2 separate regions of the Triticum aestivum genome follow, and region 1 is linked to region 2. A link is a contact called in public Hi-C data. All regions are on one chromosome and are shown on one strand. Each heading gives the region's core, a stretch centred on a gene start, on an enhancer-like site or on the middle of the called end of the contact. The rest is flanking DNA. Distances are from core to core; before and after follow the strand shown. Region 1 holds the start of LOC123185428. Region 2 holds the start of LOC123189045 (forkhead box protein P4).

Region 1 (7,886 bases), core at 3,016-5,515, 180 kb after region 2:
GTAGACGTCGGTAGTTATAGTTCTCCGGAAACCGTAGAAGCCACGTAATTGAAATTTGCCAAACCGATTAGAGGACGTCTAACTTGGTTTTGCAAGATGCATGTGATGTGGTATAGCCTTCGTCATGATAATGAGCTTATGTATGATATGGTTATATGATGTAACATTAAGTGGTCTGCGCGTGACAGTACGACATGATGGCTGGAGCCAAGGGATTGTCACTTTAATGACCTGCGTGTCACCCTTGTTATTATTCCAACGAAAGTGACAGACGTGGTAAAGAGGACCCCAGAGCAAGGTGGCTTCACCAGGTGCAGGAGACCAAAAGTGTTGCCACAACATTTTTCATATTGGTGCCACGTCGACGCTTTCAGAAATTTTTGTGAAGATCTTAGAGGATCATGAAGACATCTCCGACGCCCAGTGCTATACCATATCATGCTATTATGAATTTCCTAAAATGTTTATCCCTTTCTGATAGCACCCTTTTGATTGCGCAATAGTTTTTTTATTGGGGTGATCTCTCACAGAAAATATCAAGTTATAAGTGCTCTTCCTAGTGTAGCAACCATCTGCAACACGTAGCTGTTCGAAGTATGTCATGTCTACATGAGTACAAACGGACTGTAAGGTGTAAGGCGGGTGAAGGTTAGACCTCACAAGCAGTAAACACTCGATTATATTGAAGTTCTAGAAAAATCGTTCTGAGCTCGGAGCACGAAGCATCGAAAGATGAACGAGAGTCATATGGAGATATGATCGGCAATTTTTCCTACCGATTGAAGTTCATGTCATCAGTGATTCCACATCAATGGTTGTGAATAAGATCAGGGTCTTGAATCACTCACTTTCAATTATGAGAGATACTGATTTGAGTGGGAGTGCACTTTATATTAAATTTGTTTAAACACTAGAGCAAATTAATTATGAACAATGTCTAAGTGAATCTTGTGTTTATCATTGTAGATCAATGGTTGGCAACATTTTCAACTTAGCCTCCATGTTAGAGAAAGAAAAGTTGGCTGCAAATGCTATGCAGATTGGATCCGGAACCCGAGATTTGTTCTCATGAGTGCTAAGAAAGAGTATGCACTGGATCAGCCCCTTGGCGATCCTCCCGCCCCAGGTGTGTTGCAAGAAAGTGAAGTTGTTTTGGACGAAAAAGGGTTTCCCCCGCTTTATATATAAAGCAATCAACACCACAATATATCTGAGCAAGCCAATACAAACACACACCACTTCACACAACACACACACACACACACCCAAGGCAAGATACAAAGGTGCCGAGCAGTGACACACCACCCCAACAACAACCAAGCTAACTAAGACACTTGACGTCGATGGAGACCTCCACGGAGTGCAAGTCACCGTGAAGAAGGGAAGCCAGACACGGACGAAGCATGGGCTCCTCGACGGTGCCTCCAAGAAGGGCACGACACCATGGTGCTGTCACCGTCCGATCGCGAAGATCAAGTTTTCACCCGGAGCAGCATGGAGAGGAGGAGAGGCTGCGACGGAGCCTTCATGAAGCATCGTCTTTCCTAATAATCAATATACTCAACAGGAACCATCGTCGGTCCGACGTGGCGGACGCGCCCAGGCACCCTCATGTCCGTCCTATATTTGGATTGGATACGAAGGGTGCCGGACAACCCGGATGTTTGAGAGTCTTTTGAGGTGTACGTCTGGTACGAATTTTTGTGACCGGTAAGTGACCGGGCCGTCCGCCCGGGCATTTGAAGTCGGTTTGGGATGCTCGGCTGTAGATGCTCTTACACAGTTCCGTGGCTAACTTTACTAATGTGGGTCAGCTAATCATCTATTCCCGGTGGAAGCCAGATTGCATATTGCATTTTCATTTTTGTTTGATATTTTGATGGAATTAGTCATTGGTATTTTTGTTCCAAGTCGTTCTAAATTTCATGCCTTGATCACCATGTCTAAAAATACACCTTTATTTAACTGAAATGTTAAAAATCAAATGTTACATTTAGGCATGACAGATCGAAGGTTTTTCATAGCAATTTATGTTGGCACGAGAATGACAAAATTAGTTTACAAGGGCGGCAATTTCAGGTAAAAATTGAATTGAGACTGATTTGCTTTCACCAACTAAACTTGCCATACTATGCCATGTCTAAAAATGTGACGTTTGTTAGATATTGTCTAAAAATCTGATGTTCGTTAAATACTTTGGTCCTTATATAAAACAACGGAGGGAGTGTATCCTAACCGCACCATTGAATCCCTGACTTTTCTTTCCCGCAATTAGAACTCTGTTGCCCTGTCATCTTATCTTAACGTGTGACCACCACTCACACCTCCCTATTTGTACCTCACTCTACCATTATGTTGTCACACCCTTCCTCAAGGGCAGGCACGAACTGAAGCACAGATCCCAGGCTAGAAGCATGTGGTTTGATACTTTTTTAGAAGCACAGTACAGACCGACCCAACATTGATAACACACTCTTTTGTAGTCACTGCACATACATTAGCTCTATAAGGACCTTTAAAAGACTAAACAGACATATCTTACAATTGACGAAGTCGTCATATACATCTCGTAGTCAACAGACACGGTCTGAAATAAATCCATGAAATAAGCAAACACTTGTGCTAAATCTAGAACTCGGACAAGTTGGTTTCATCATAAGGAAACTAGTCATCTAAGGTATGCTTAGTTCATGGGTTTCATGCTCATTTTTAGACTCCATCGCTTGTGTCGCTCCCAGGAGAGCAGTTCGGGCGAAACCCTAGTCGTTGCCCCCACCTATCCTCCCATATAACCAACTGCCCTCATTGGAGGAAGCTGGCGGGTAAAGCCTCACGCGACGGACGGAGGTCAACGGGTCCTCGTCTCTTCTCGCCGCGGGAGGCCTCTGACCAAAGCATGGCGGTCGGCCCTTGATGGCGGACACATCTGGCAGAGCATGGACACCGGGGCAACGACCCCAAGATTATTCGATGGTGGCTAGGCTGGTTTAACGGTGAGGGCAGCGATCCCGGCGTCGTTGCGGGCCTACGAAGTAGGGACGGCGGTGGCTTGCGGTAGGATGGTGGTGGCTCCCAATAACTACTGTTGTGTGGCAACGTAGCTGGTAGCTTGTCAAGTGGTGCGGATCTGGCCGTGATATGCTCGTTTTTGTCGTCATCCCATGGTGGCGTAGGAGTTTGGCAATAGGGGTGGTGGCCCTAGTTCTTCAACGACGGCGTCCTCCGTGCTCGTGAGGACGACACGACGATTGGGTCTCGAGATGGTGAAGGCCTTCCGGGGTTGGCGGCGGGATGTTCGCGCCAACTCTAGGATCCGACTCGGCAGGATCTTATGCATGACGACTCTTGCGGCTACGCCAAGTCATGCTCGTCGTTGGTTGGTGCTATGGACGATGACTAATGTGGAGGCGCCAAGTTATACCTGCAACTGACTGGTGCTACACTCGTTGGCTCCTATGCCTATAGAGGTGATAAGTCATACATGTTGTTGTTGGACCGAAAGTGGTGTGACAATGATGGGAAGTGGTATGGAGCATCTTTGTCTTCCGGTATCTCCTACAGAGGTAATCGATCGAGACGTCGGTAGCCAGTCAAGGGTAATGTAAGATGCGGCTTCAACAACAAGTTTGCGTAATCCGATGAAAACACGAGATCTCTGATCAGGCTACGTTGATGCGTGCTTGCGTCGTGCCCTTGCTGAAAGTGGTGGACCGAAACTCAATTTGGGGATAAAAGTCCCGGGACTGGCCTATAGTTGGACTCGCCACTATCGGCGCACGTGCGGCGTTTTCTTTGGCATTCTACATTTCTCATTAATTATGTCCAACTCACAATGTTGAAAATAGGCATGTCACCTTTGTACAATTTGCAACAAAGCATCCTAGAAGTTGTTTCGTAGATGGAAAATTGCTTGTAACGTAGCCATCAGCTTTAAAAAGTGTTCCTCCACGATCGATCCAAGTTTATCTTGAGGAATAATGATGCGATTGTTAGGAAATTTCCGGGCAAAATGGTAGCCAGTGCAGTGCAGAGTGCAGACCAGCAGGGGCGGCTAGGCAAGGCGACCACAGTAATAAAGGGAGGAAAGCGACGCTGCCGACTTTGCCTCCCCCACTCCAATAATCGCTCTCTAATTAATCACCATTCTCCCACTAATCAATTTTGCTTACCCCACCCACCGTGACCGCGCTGATTGACGAGGCGGCCGGACACACCCCTCTATAAATCTCGGTCTCCCTCTCGCTCGCTTACTGCCTTCCTAGCGTGCTTCGTTCACCAATCGCCAACCTCTCTCTCTCTCTCTCTCTCTCTCTCTCTCTCCGATCTGTCGGGATTTTCACGAGGAGGATCTAGCACGCGCCGGAGATGGTGGCCCCGATCGCGGTGGCGTCGGCGGGGCTGGGGATGTTGGCGGGGGTGGCCATGGCCAACAGGTCCATGCAGGAGGGGAGGCCCGCGGCGGCGGTGCGGTGGCCGCTGCTGCAGAAGCCGCGGTGCGCCACATGCAGCGGGACGGGAAGGGTGGAGTGCCTGTGCTCCCGGTGGTCCGACGGGGACGGCTCAGGCTGCCGGACCTGCGCGGGCACCCGGAGGATGCCTTGCCGGAGCTGCGGCGGGTCCGGGACCGGACGCCGGGCGCCCGTGCGGATCGCCACCGCCTCCGCCACGCCACTCCGGCCACGGGCGAGCACGCGGTGATCGGCTCAGCTCGCGATCCGCGGCCGCGGCGCTCGATTTTGTTTTCTTGAGTTAGAAATAGTAGTACTTGTAATACAGTGTGTTATAGAACAGAACCGAATAGGGGTTTGATAGAATATAGCAAGTGAATTAGTAATGATTCCTGCCGGCCTCTTGCTGTTACTGAATCGAGCCTTGTCGCGATGAATATCTGCGCCTGAATATCTCGTGACTTCGGGCGGATGAATTTCCAAGGAATTGTTGTGCTGAAAGAATTTTTACGAGCAAGGAATGTGTCCATCCAGGCATCTAGCCAACCAACTTGGTCAGTTTTGCAGAGCGCTACTGGTGCTAAAACTTGCAGAGGATGAGCTGGGCTGCCGAGCCACACACACGCCTACACGCCAGACCATCATCCCAAGCCAGTGGCGTCCGCTATACGTTCCCCCGAGATTTTTTCGAGTGTGACTCAGTTCCACCAGTGCTACGTGTGCCACAAGAATTTCCTCCTTCCACCGTTCGGAACGCTTGAATTTTCTCCTTTACTGCGTATACAAGTAGCACTAACGACATCACAGACATGGACATGTTTGAATTAGCCGGTGAATGGTGTGCGATCTTTAATAAGTAGGGTGGCACATCCTTGAGCTGTTGCACCACTGAAACCGACCAGCAACCGCATGCTCACCTGTCAATTGCGCCCACGGTTGCATAACACAATTGTCTGCCGCCAAATCAGTTGGCTCTCTGCAGAGTCGTCCTCCATCCAAATCAATGGCAACACCCGCAATTTATTTGGCCAACACATGTCCCTTTAACATTTATTTTTTATATATAATCTGTTTATGTTCCCGACTGTTCAGCAGATTGTAGTGGTTATTTTATTGCCCTCAAAACACAAAGATGAGCGCTGAGCTAAGCTATTAGGTGAACACATGAAACGCAATATCCAATGGAAGGGACCAAGTCTTGCTGGAGCTCCTCTTAAATGGTTAATATATTATGCAGTTGCGATAAGCATGGGCTTAGTACATCTTCTTCTTTTCCTATCAATTTTTTGGGATACTATTAAGCAGGAATTGCTCAATCTCTTTTGAGATTTTGACAATGACCCTGTTTCCTTATAAATTAAATTCCAGTCTCATCACCCCAAGGGCATCTCTAACAGCAAACCGCAAAAATTCTCTCGCATCCGTTCGCGGACAGGGCATGGATGCGAAAGGACATCATCCAACCGTATCCGCATATATTTTTACAGCAACCCGAACAACCGGATGAAATTCATGCAAACATGGCCGGATTTTATATAAACATGACGGATCTTATATAAAAACTAGATGATAACCCGCACGTTGTTGCGGGAATCGGTTGCAGTATATTTAGATGATATTTGATTGTGTGGAATATAAATATTTGGATTAGTAACATGTGAACCAAAATAAAAAAAATGTATACAACGTAGTATATTTTATTAGGTACAGTTGTAAAATATTTGTTGAATATAAGTAGAATAATAGAATGAATTTTTTTCCATGCATGGTTGCATGTGGTGGTTGGTTTTTTCCCATGCATGGTTGCATGATGAGGTGGGTCTTATCTCATTCATAATTGTATGGTGATGTGGCATGCTTCCATGTTGAGATAAATAAGTTAGTGGGGATGAATCTCTTAGTTATATAGGATGCCGGATTTTCAACATGACGGATTTCAGTACATTTACATCAGCTAAGCGGTGCTAGTCCGGCTCTAGAGGTATAATAATACCTAATCAAAATCGCCGCCCGCGGATCCCTTTGTTTTCCTCATGTCCGGCAGCCAGATCACCGGACTGCCGGGAGTCTCGGAGGTATATGCTTCAACACAAAGGACGGCTCGCTTCCCCATCACTCATCGAAGTGGAACCCTCGGCTGATGCTTCAACGGGAGGGGAAGGCGGCGCCTCCGCTTTCGTGGAGCCCATGTGGGATCGACAGAGGTCCTTGCAAGAGAAAAACCGGGCTAGACGTCGGCTGTGTATGTCGGCGTCGCATTGGCTGTGGCCTTCATGGGGCCCAAGCGGCGGACTTCCGTGTTATACTCCTCCTCGATGATGGCGGCGGAAGCGGAGGCGCCGGCCACCGACTCGTCGCGCTCCGTGCACTCGGCTTATGTCTCTACCTGCATGGCATAGTCGCAGGCATGGGAGGCACGGTCACAGGCACGGGAGGCGCAGTCGCAGGCACGGGGTGGCGCGGTATGATGCAGCGTCGTCGAAGGCAGCCATGACGCTCGTGCCGTCGTGCTCCCCGCATGCTGGCGTGGAGCAACTCGCCACTTCTCATCGAGTGGGCCTGGAGCGGCAAGTTGCTAAACCACACGCCGGCTTGGGGCGACAATTTGCTCCGTCGAGTCCGGCACGGGAGGTAGAGTAGCGAGTTGCCTCGCTCGTATCCGGCCGGCTCGGTGGGCCACCAGCCGGTTTGTGTGCCGACAAACTGCTCTTCGAAAGGCATCAGAAGAGTGGTGAAGGAGGAGATGGGGGAGCGACAGAGGGGTGCGATTCTTGATGGGCGTCTGGCCTCGTTTAAATAGAGGGTGGACAGGAGAAGCTCAACTGGCGTTGCGTTTAAATGTCGGCCCGCTCATGAACGGACATGTGGCCGAAGTAAGTTTCTCGACTTCCAGGCGGGTTTAATGGAGGCGTATGAATGCGGCGAGGAGGCCTGTTCAGCTGGACGGGTAGCAGGCGGCACCCTCAGCCGGCGAACCGCTTCAATGGCGGAGGTAGTAAAAGGTCGTGTCCTCCCTAAGCCGCCTTCAATGCGGAGCAACGCACTCTACATCAGCATTAATGCGGGCAGCTGGCGCTAGGCGGGGTGCGTGCACGGGAGGGGGAGGTTTTTTTGGTGAGCCAGGGCGGTCAGAAGCGGGCTTGGGAGCGGTCCGAACTCCCGCAAACCTTCCCCACTTTTGTATCTGGTTTGCAAGAGAAATCGCATCCAGACTGCCCCGCGGACCGGGTCTGGTCGGCGGTGGATGGCATCCGCGGTCCGGACAGCGCAACCCGAATGGTTGCGTAAGGCTTGAGGGTCGACGTTGGAGATCTCCTAAATTCCCAAAGGAGAGGCCAAAACTCTAAGGTTCCAACCTATTGCCCTCACCGGTGGGGAGCTACAGTGCCAAACCTGGACGGGCTAGTAAAAATGAAAATTCAATATTTTTGCACTCAT
Region 2 (6,987 bases), core at 1,019-3,518:
CGCGGAAACATCGGTTTTAGTGCTCGCGGAGCGGTTGCGCGTGCTCCAGCGGGCGCGGGAGATTCCGGTGTGCACGAAAAGATCGCGCGCGTTAGTTTTGGCGCAGCGTCCGGCGTGCATTATAAATCTAGCGCCCTCCCACCGCTCTGTGTCTCGCCACACGCCTTCTGCAGCTCTTGCCACCGTCGTGCCACCATGCCGCTGCGTCGTCGGGGAAATTCGGGCTACCACGGCGTCCGCGCACGCCCCTCCGGCTCATTCTCCGCTGAGATCCGGTCTGATGAGATGCGCCTCGGCCTCGGCACATTCGACACCGCTCACGATGCCGCCCGCTTGTACGACGCGACGGCGTGGCTCCTCCGGCGGTCTCGTAGGGAGATGAACTTCCCCAACATGGCGACGCGGGAGCTGGCGCACGAGCTCGCACTTCCCCCGCGGCTTGTCACCGACAAGGACCGTCGTGACAACCGGAGGCGGGAGCGCCGGCTCGACATCACCGAGATGGACGAGGAGGCCATGTCGCTGTGGCGCCAACACTTTTCGGAGGACGTCATCAACGAGCGTGAATTCTATGTGCAAAGGAGGCCAGAGCGAACCGCCTATCGCGAGGACAGGCGTACGCGGAAGGCGGACGCGCTCTTCAACATCGAGCTCAAAGAAGCGTCGACCTGGGATTCCAACGATGAACGACGGATTGACACCTTCATTACGACATCGGAGGAAAAGGAGGAGGACATCACCGAGTCGAAGTCGAAAGAGGAGGACGACGACGAGTAGTTGAAATAAGACTATCTTTTTTATTTATTTATCTATGCTATGAACTATGTAGGCTATCCTTTTGTATCTTTCTATTATTATCTACCTATGCCTATCTATGATGAAGAACTATCTTGTTTTTTAGTATGAAATGTGTGTCGCGTGCTGTAAAGTTTAGCGTTTCTGTTGGAGCAGCGTGCATAATTTTTATTTTACTAGGCGCGCAAAAAATTGCTATTTCAGCGTCGTAAACTTATTTTTAGTGTGCCGTGTGGTTGCGTGCCTGTTAGAGATGCTCTAATATGAGTCCCTATACATCTGTGGACACGTCTGGACATGCTTACTGTAAGTGACCGGACAATAGCCATTCTTTGTTGTCCACAATCGTGTGCACCAAATCCATGGATGAATTGAAACAACATTAGAAGGACATAGATCAACATAGAACAAGAAACTTGGAACATAGTTTATCGGACAGATTGCATCGAACCCAAAAGACGTTTTGTCGGATTTTATACTACAAAGAAAATAAAATGAGATAAGGGGAGGTGGTTGGAGCTCATCGCTTGCGGTTGGCATCGCAGCGGCCCATCTCCGTATATGCATCTACGGCGGGAGGGTCGTCGTCGTCATCTATGTTGGTGGTGCCTCTCTCCGATGCTGACAAAATGTAGCTGGAGAGGCGGCGGAGGAGGCGTTGTTGCTCCTTCACGTGGCGGGCGACCTTGGTGGCGGTCGACTCCTCCCTCGCGAGGCGCTCGGACGCCTCGAGCTTGAGGCGGAGCAGCTTCGTGTTCTAGCACCGGAGTCACCTCATGTCGGAATCCGTCGTGGTCAGCAAGCGCCACATGACCTTGCGGAGGAGCGCCTCCTCCGGGTCGACGGGGCTGGAGCATGCCCACTGGCAGGAAGAGCCGGGCTCCGACGCAGTCGCTGCCCCGCTGTCGCTCGCATCGAGCCGCCTTCGCCTTGGACTCCCATGCGCGTTCGCACGAGAGCCGCGAGCACGAGCACCTACCGCTGCCAAGGCTTTGCTAGCGTCGGAGGGGAAGGGGAGACGTCCGCTCGGCTCCGGATCTGGAGCGATGCGGAGCGGAACGGGTGGGCGCGGCCCGCATCCCACCGGCAGTGTGTGGAGGAACTGGGGGTGGACGCGATCGAACTCGAGCTCCGGCCGGTGTCCAGGCGCGAGCTCCACCTCGTACAACGCGTCGCTACTGGATCTGTCGTCCTCCTCCTCGTTCCAGTCCATGGAATCGCTCTTGCTGTCGAGTCCTGGCCAGACTTGGCCATGGCTGAGGGCGGATTTGGGAGGAAGCGGAGGAGACGAGGGAAGCGGAACAGACGAGTGGACCGACAAAAGTGAGGGTTTGACTCCGGTTCGTCCGATGGGTTGGGGTATTTGTGAGGGCATTGGCGGGGATGGCGTGAGCCCTAGCTGGCCGATCCGACATGGCGCCCGTGTCCAGGCCTGTCCGGATGTCCTCATATCAGCCCCAGATAGAGTATGAGGAGTAACGATCAGTCCGATCATTTGAATGAGGTATGGGATATCCGGTTTGGTGATGTTTTTTCATCCAGTCAATGTCCGGGCAGCCCGTCCGGATGCTTGGCTGATATGGTTCGGTTGTATTTCCTCCGTTTTAAATTACTCGTCGCAGAAATGGATATATCTATAACTAAAATACAACTAGATACATTCATACTTACGACAAGTAATTCGGAACGGAGGTAGTAGATGCTCTTATCTCCTCGTTTCCGTAAAGTCCGTATGGAATTTTGCTTCTAGAAGAAAGCCAGACGACTTAAGAGACCGAAATTGCTTAGCAGACTGGGTATCTCTTATGCCAAACTACACGTGCTGGGCGTACCCCATTTAATAATGAAGCGTATTTTCATTTTTATTTAAATACTAAAAGATAAGATGCTGCTAGTAGTATCAGACTCGGTCTTCCTGCATCACTGTCGTCGGTCTAGTAGTCCATTGACTGGGACTGAATGATTCTACATAATCAGTTGCGACCAAGGAACAGAGAAGAAACCATCGCAAAAAAAAAGGAACAGAGAAGAAAGACGAAGAGATCGACGAATCAGGATTCAGTAACGAACGCAGTCATAGGCAGCTACTAGCGATCAAATTAAAGATGATGCTGGCTGAATTCAAAGTAGCACGTGAGCCGCTGTCCCTATCTCTCACGGCGACTAGGAACAAGAGTGCTCTACTTGTCTGCGCTGGTAATCAACTTTTTACATGATTCGCCACAAAATCAAGCAGCTTGCTTTCTTGTGTAAGTATAATTATCCAAGTGGGATCCTTTCATGAAAAAGGGATAACTATGACACAAAATATATCTGAAAAATGGTTTTGCTATTTCTTAGGCGCGACACGTGGGAGAAATAATTATTTTTATGTCACCTCCAAAAACCATATGATACCTTATGTAGACCATTCAATAAAATAGGATAAACATAATAGATATGATAATTTGATCAGAGACAAATGAATTTAGACATGTGATTTGGTAGATAAGATAAAAACGATAAGGACACATACAATGGAGTGAAGAAGACGGGTTCGTAGTAGCATCAGAAGCGGACAAGCATGTTTGGCTCTTGGGTGAAAAAAAAAACAAAAACAAAATCAACACTAGGTACACGCAACTATTCACACTTTTTGACCTTAAAATTTTGTTTTTTGCACTGGAGCTGACGAGAGTTTTTTCCTTTGTAAAACTTTATGTTAGTACTCCATCCGTAAAGAAATATAAGAGCGTTTAGATCACTAAAATAATGATCTAAACACTCTTATATTTGTTTACAGAGGGAGTACAACGGAAGATCAAGTTTATTTAAAAAAATAAAAAAAAATACTTTTCATAATTAGTAATTTCCCCCATATCAGGTGTATATATACCTGAGAGTCAAAGGATATTCTATCTAGAGCCATATATTATCGGCATAGAGAAAGTAGTCGTCCTTGGGGAAGTCATCATGTGCAGCCACAGAAAAAAAGATGCCAGCGGTCATGGGTAATTGTTCCAAAAACCCGATCGCCCTTGATCACAAGAGGTAGGATTTTAGAGGCCTGTTATTCCACTTTCGGTGCATGTGGAGAAACGAAATGAGGAAGTTATATGTGGTATAAAGCTCTGGAACTGAAGCGTGATCTCATATGTGTTTATATTGCACGTATGAGAGACCAGGAGAGGTGGGACTTACAAGAACAAGCGGTGATTTTTTTTACTTTGATAAATGATGGATTTTATTAGCTTAAAATGAAGATTAAGAAGATACAAACAAAATAAACACACACCCGACGTTATGTGCACACAATCAACACCAACATATGCACACAGAAATAGACCGACAAATACCAAAGTCATATAATACCGACGTTATGTGCGTGCGAGGAAAAAGAAAAATAAACACCAAAGCGATCAGATCCACGATCAGCAAACTACAAGAGGGATTGTTGGGGATATGACTATCAGGCATGACCCGCCCAGGAGAGGCCGGGTCATCCCTATGGTGGTTCATCTCAAATGAAGCCCAAGAACATATTAACAATGGCGGTTCATAGATAGGATTAGTAGAGGGCCCAAACCCGAAGGCGGCTTAAGGCCGGCAGATATAAACCGCTATGTATATAGACTTGTATTGTAAGGCATGTAAGAAAGGTCACAGAGCCGGATACGTTGTATAAGCCGACCGGGACTCTGTAAGCCGCAGGGCGTCAACCCGTGTATATAAGGGGACGACCCAGCGGCGGCTTAGAACAAGAAACAACAGATCGAGAGCCGGGTCAAGCGTATTCGCTCCCTGCTCATCAAAACCCTAGCAATACCACCTACAACTGGATTAGACTTTTACCTTCACCGTAAGGGGCCGAACCAGTATAAACTCCTCGTGTCCTTTATCCTGATTAACCCCTTTAAGCTAACCTCATCGCGATGGCTCCACGACTAAATCCTCACACTAGTACATCTGCCGAGACAATTTCACGACAGTTAGCGCCCACTGTGGGGATATCACACGATGGTTTCAAGTTCTTAGAGGGTAACTTCAAAGGGATCAAGGGATACGCCGTGGGCCGGATGGCGAAGAGCCGTCGCGGTAAGCTCTACATCGACGACGCGGGCTGGGGCTGTTGGAAATATGCCCTAGAGGCAATAATAAAAGCATTATTATTATATTTCCTTGTTCATGATAATTGTCTTTATTCATGCTATAATTGTGTTATCCGGAAATCGTAATACATGTGTGAATAATAGACACCAACATGTCCCTAGTAAGCCTCTAGTTGACTAGCTCGTTGATCAACAGATAGTCATGGTTTCCTGACTATGGACATTGGATGTCATTGATAACGAGATCACATCATTAGGAGAATGATGTGATGGACAAGACCCAATCCTAAACATAGCATAAGATCGTATAGTTCGTTTGCTAGAGTTTTCCAATGTCAAGTATCCTTTCCTTAGACCATGAGATCGTGTAACTCCCGGATACCATAGGAGTGCTTTGGGTGTGCCAAACGTCACAACATAACTGGGTGACTATAAAGGTATACTACGGGTATCTCCGAAAGTGTCTGTTGGGTTGACACGGATCAATACTGGGATTTGTCACTCCGTATGACGGAGAGGTATCACTGGGCCCACTCGGTAATGCATCATCATAATGAGCTCAAAGTGACCAAGTGTCTGGTCACGGGATCATGCACTACGGTACGAGTAAAGTGACTTGCCGGTAACGAGATTGAACGAGGTATTGGGATACCGACGATCAGATCTCGGGCAAGTAACATACCGATTGACAAAGGGAATTGTGTACGGGATTGATTGAATCCTCGACATCGTGGTTCATCCGATGAGATCATCGAGGAGCATGTGGGAGCCAACATGGGTATCCAGATCCCGCTGTTGGTTATTGGCCGGAGAGTCATCTCGGTCATGTCTACATGTCTCCCGAACCCGTAGGGTCTACACACTTAAGGTTCGGTGACGCTAGGGTTGTAGGGATATGTATATGCAGTAACCCGAATGTTGTTCGGAGTCCCAGATGAGATCCCGGACGTCACGAGGAGTTCCGGAAGGGTCCGGAGGTAAAGAATTATATATAGGAAGTGCTATTTCGGGCATCGGGACAAGTTTCGGGGTCACCGGTATTGTACCGGGACCACCAGAAGGGTCCCGGGGGTCCACCGGGTGGGGCCACCTGCCCCGGGGGGCCACATGGGCTATAGGGGGGTGCGCCTTGGCCTATATGGGCCAAGGGCACCAGCCCCAAGAGGCCCATGCGCCTAGGGTTCAAGGAAGGGAAGAGTCCCAAAGGGGGAATGCACCTCCTAGGTGCCTTGGGGAGGAGGGATTCCTCCCTTGGCCGCACCCCCTAGGAGATTGGATCTCCTAGGGCCAGCGCCCCCCCCTTGGACTCCCTATATATAGTGGGGAAAGGAGGGCCTCTCAACCATGCCTTTGGTGCCTCCCTCTCCCTCTCCAACACATCCTCCTCCTCCATAGTGCTTAGTGAAGCCCTGCCGGAGTACTGCAGCTCCATCACCACCACGCCGTCGTGCTGCTGCTGGAGCCATCTTCCTCAACCTCTCCTCCCCCTTGCTGGATCAAGAAGGTGGAGACGTTACGCTGACCGTACGTGTGTTGAACGCGGAGGTGCCGTCCGTTCGGCGCTAGGATCTCCGGTGATTTGGATCACGTCGAGTACGCCTTCCTCATCCCCGTTTTTTGAACGCTTCCGCGCGTGATCTACAAAGGTATGTAGATGCAATCCAATCACTCGTTGCTAGATGAACTCATAGATGGATCTTGGTGAAACCGTAGGAAAAATTTTGTTTTCTGCAACGTTCCCCAACAGTGGCATCATGAGCTAGGTCTATGCGTAGTTCTCTTGCACGAGTAGAACACAAATTTGTTGTGGGCGTAGATGTTGTCAACTTTCTTGCCGCTACTAGTCTTATCTTGCTTCAGCGGTATTGTGGGATGAAGCGGCCCGGACCAACCTTACACGTACGCTTACGTGAGACCGGTTCCACCGACTAACATGCACTAGTTGCATAAGGTGGCTGGCGGGTGTCTGTCTCTCCCACTTTAGTTGGAGCGGATTCGATGAAAAGGGTCCTTATGAAGGGTAAATAGAAGTTGAAAAATCACGTTGTGGCTTTCACGTAGGTAAGAAAATGTTCTTGCTAGAACCCTATTTCAGCCACGTAAA

The links. Hi-C and Micro-C count contacts between places; a contact is called where the count stands out from the background.
Region 1: a Hi-C map of leaf shows a contact between it and region 2, with 6 times the contacts expected there. The contact joins the promoter of LOC123185428 here to the promoter of LOC123189045 in region 2. A contact is called at or near these places in 3 of 5 Hi-C or Micro-C datasets (leaf and root) and 1 of 1 datasets of contacts at active chromatin or transcription factors (leaf).

What each region holds. Positions count from the first base shown.
Region 1 is chr2A:477,448,293-477,456,178 of IWGSC CS RefSeq v2.1, forward strand. LOC123185428 reads left to right here and starts at 4,266. Exons shown (of 1, transcript XM_044597305.1): 1 at 4,266-4,834. The coding sequence starts at 4,366. The coding sequence ends at 4,698.
Region 2 is chr2A:477,267,335-477,274,321 of IWGSC CS RefSeq v2.1, forward strand. It overlaps LOC123189045 (forkhead box protein P4), which reads right to left and starts at 2,269. Exons shown (of 1, transcript XM_044601363.1): 1 at 1,159-2,269. The coding sequence starts at 2,245. The coding sequence ends at 1,565.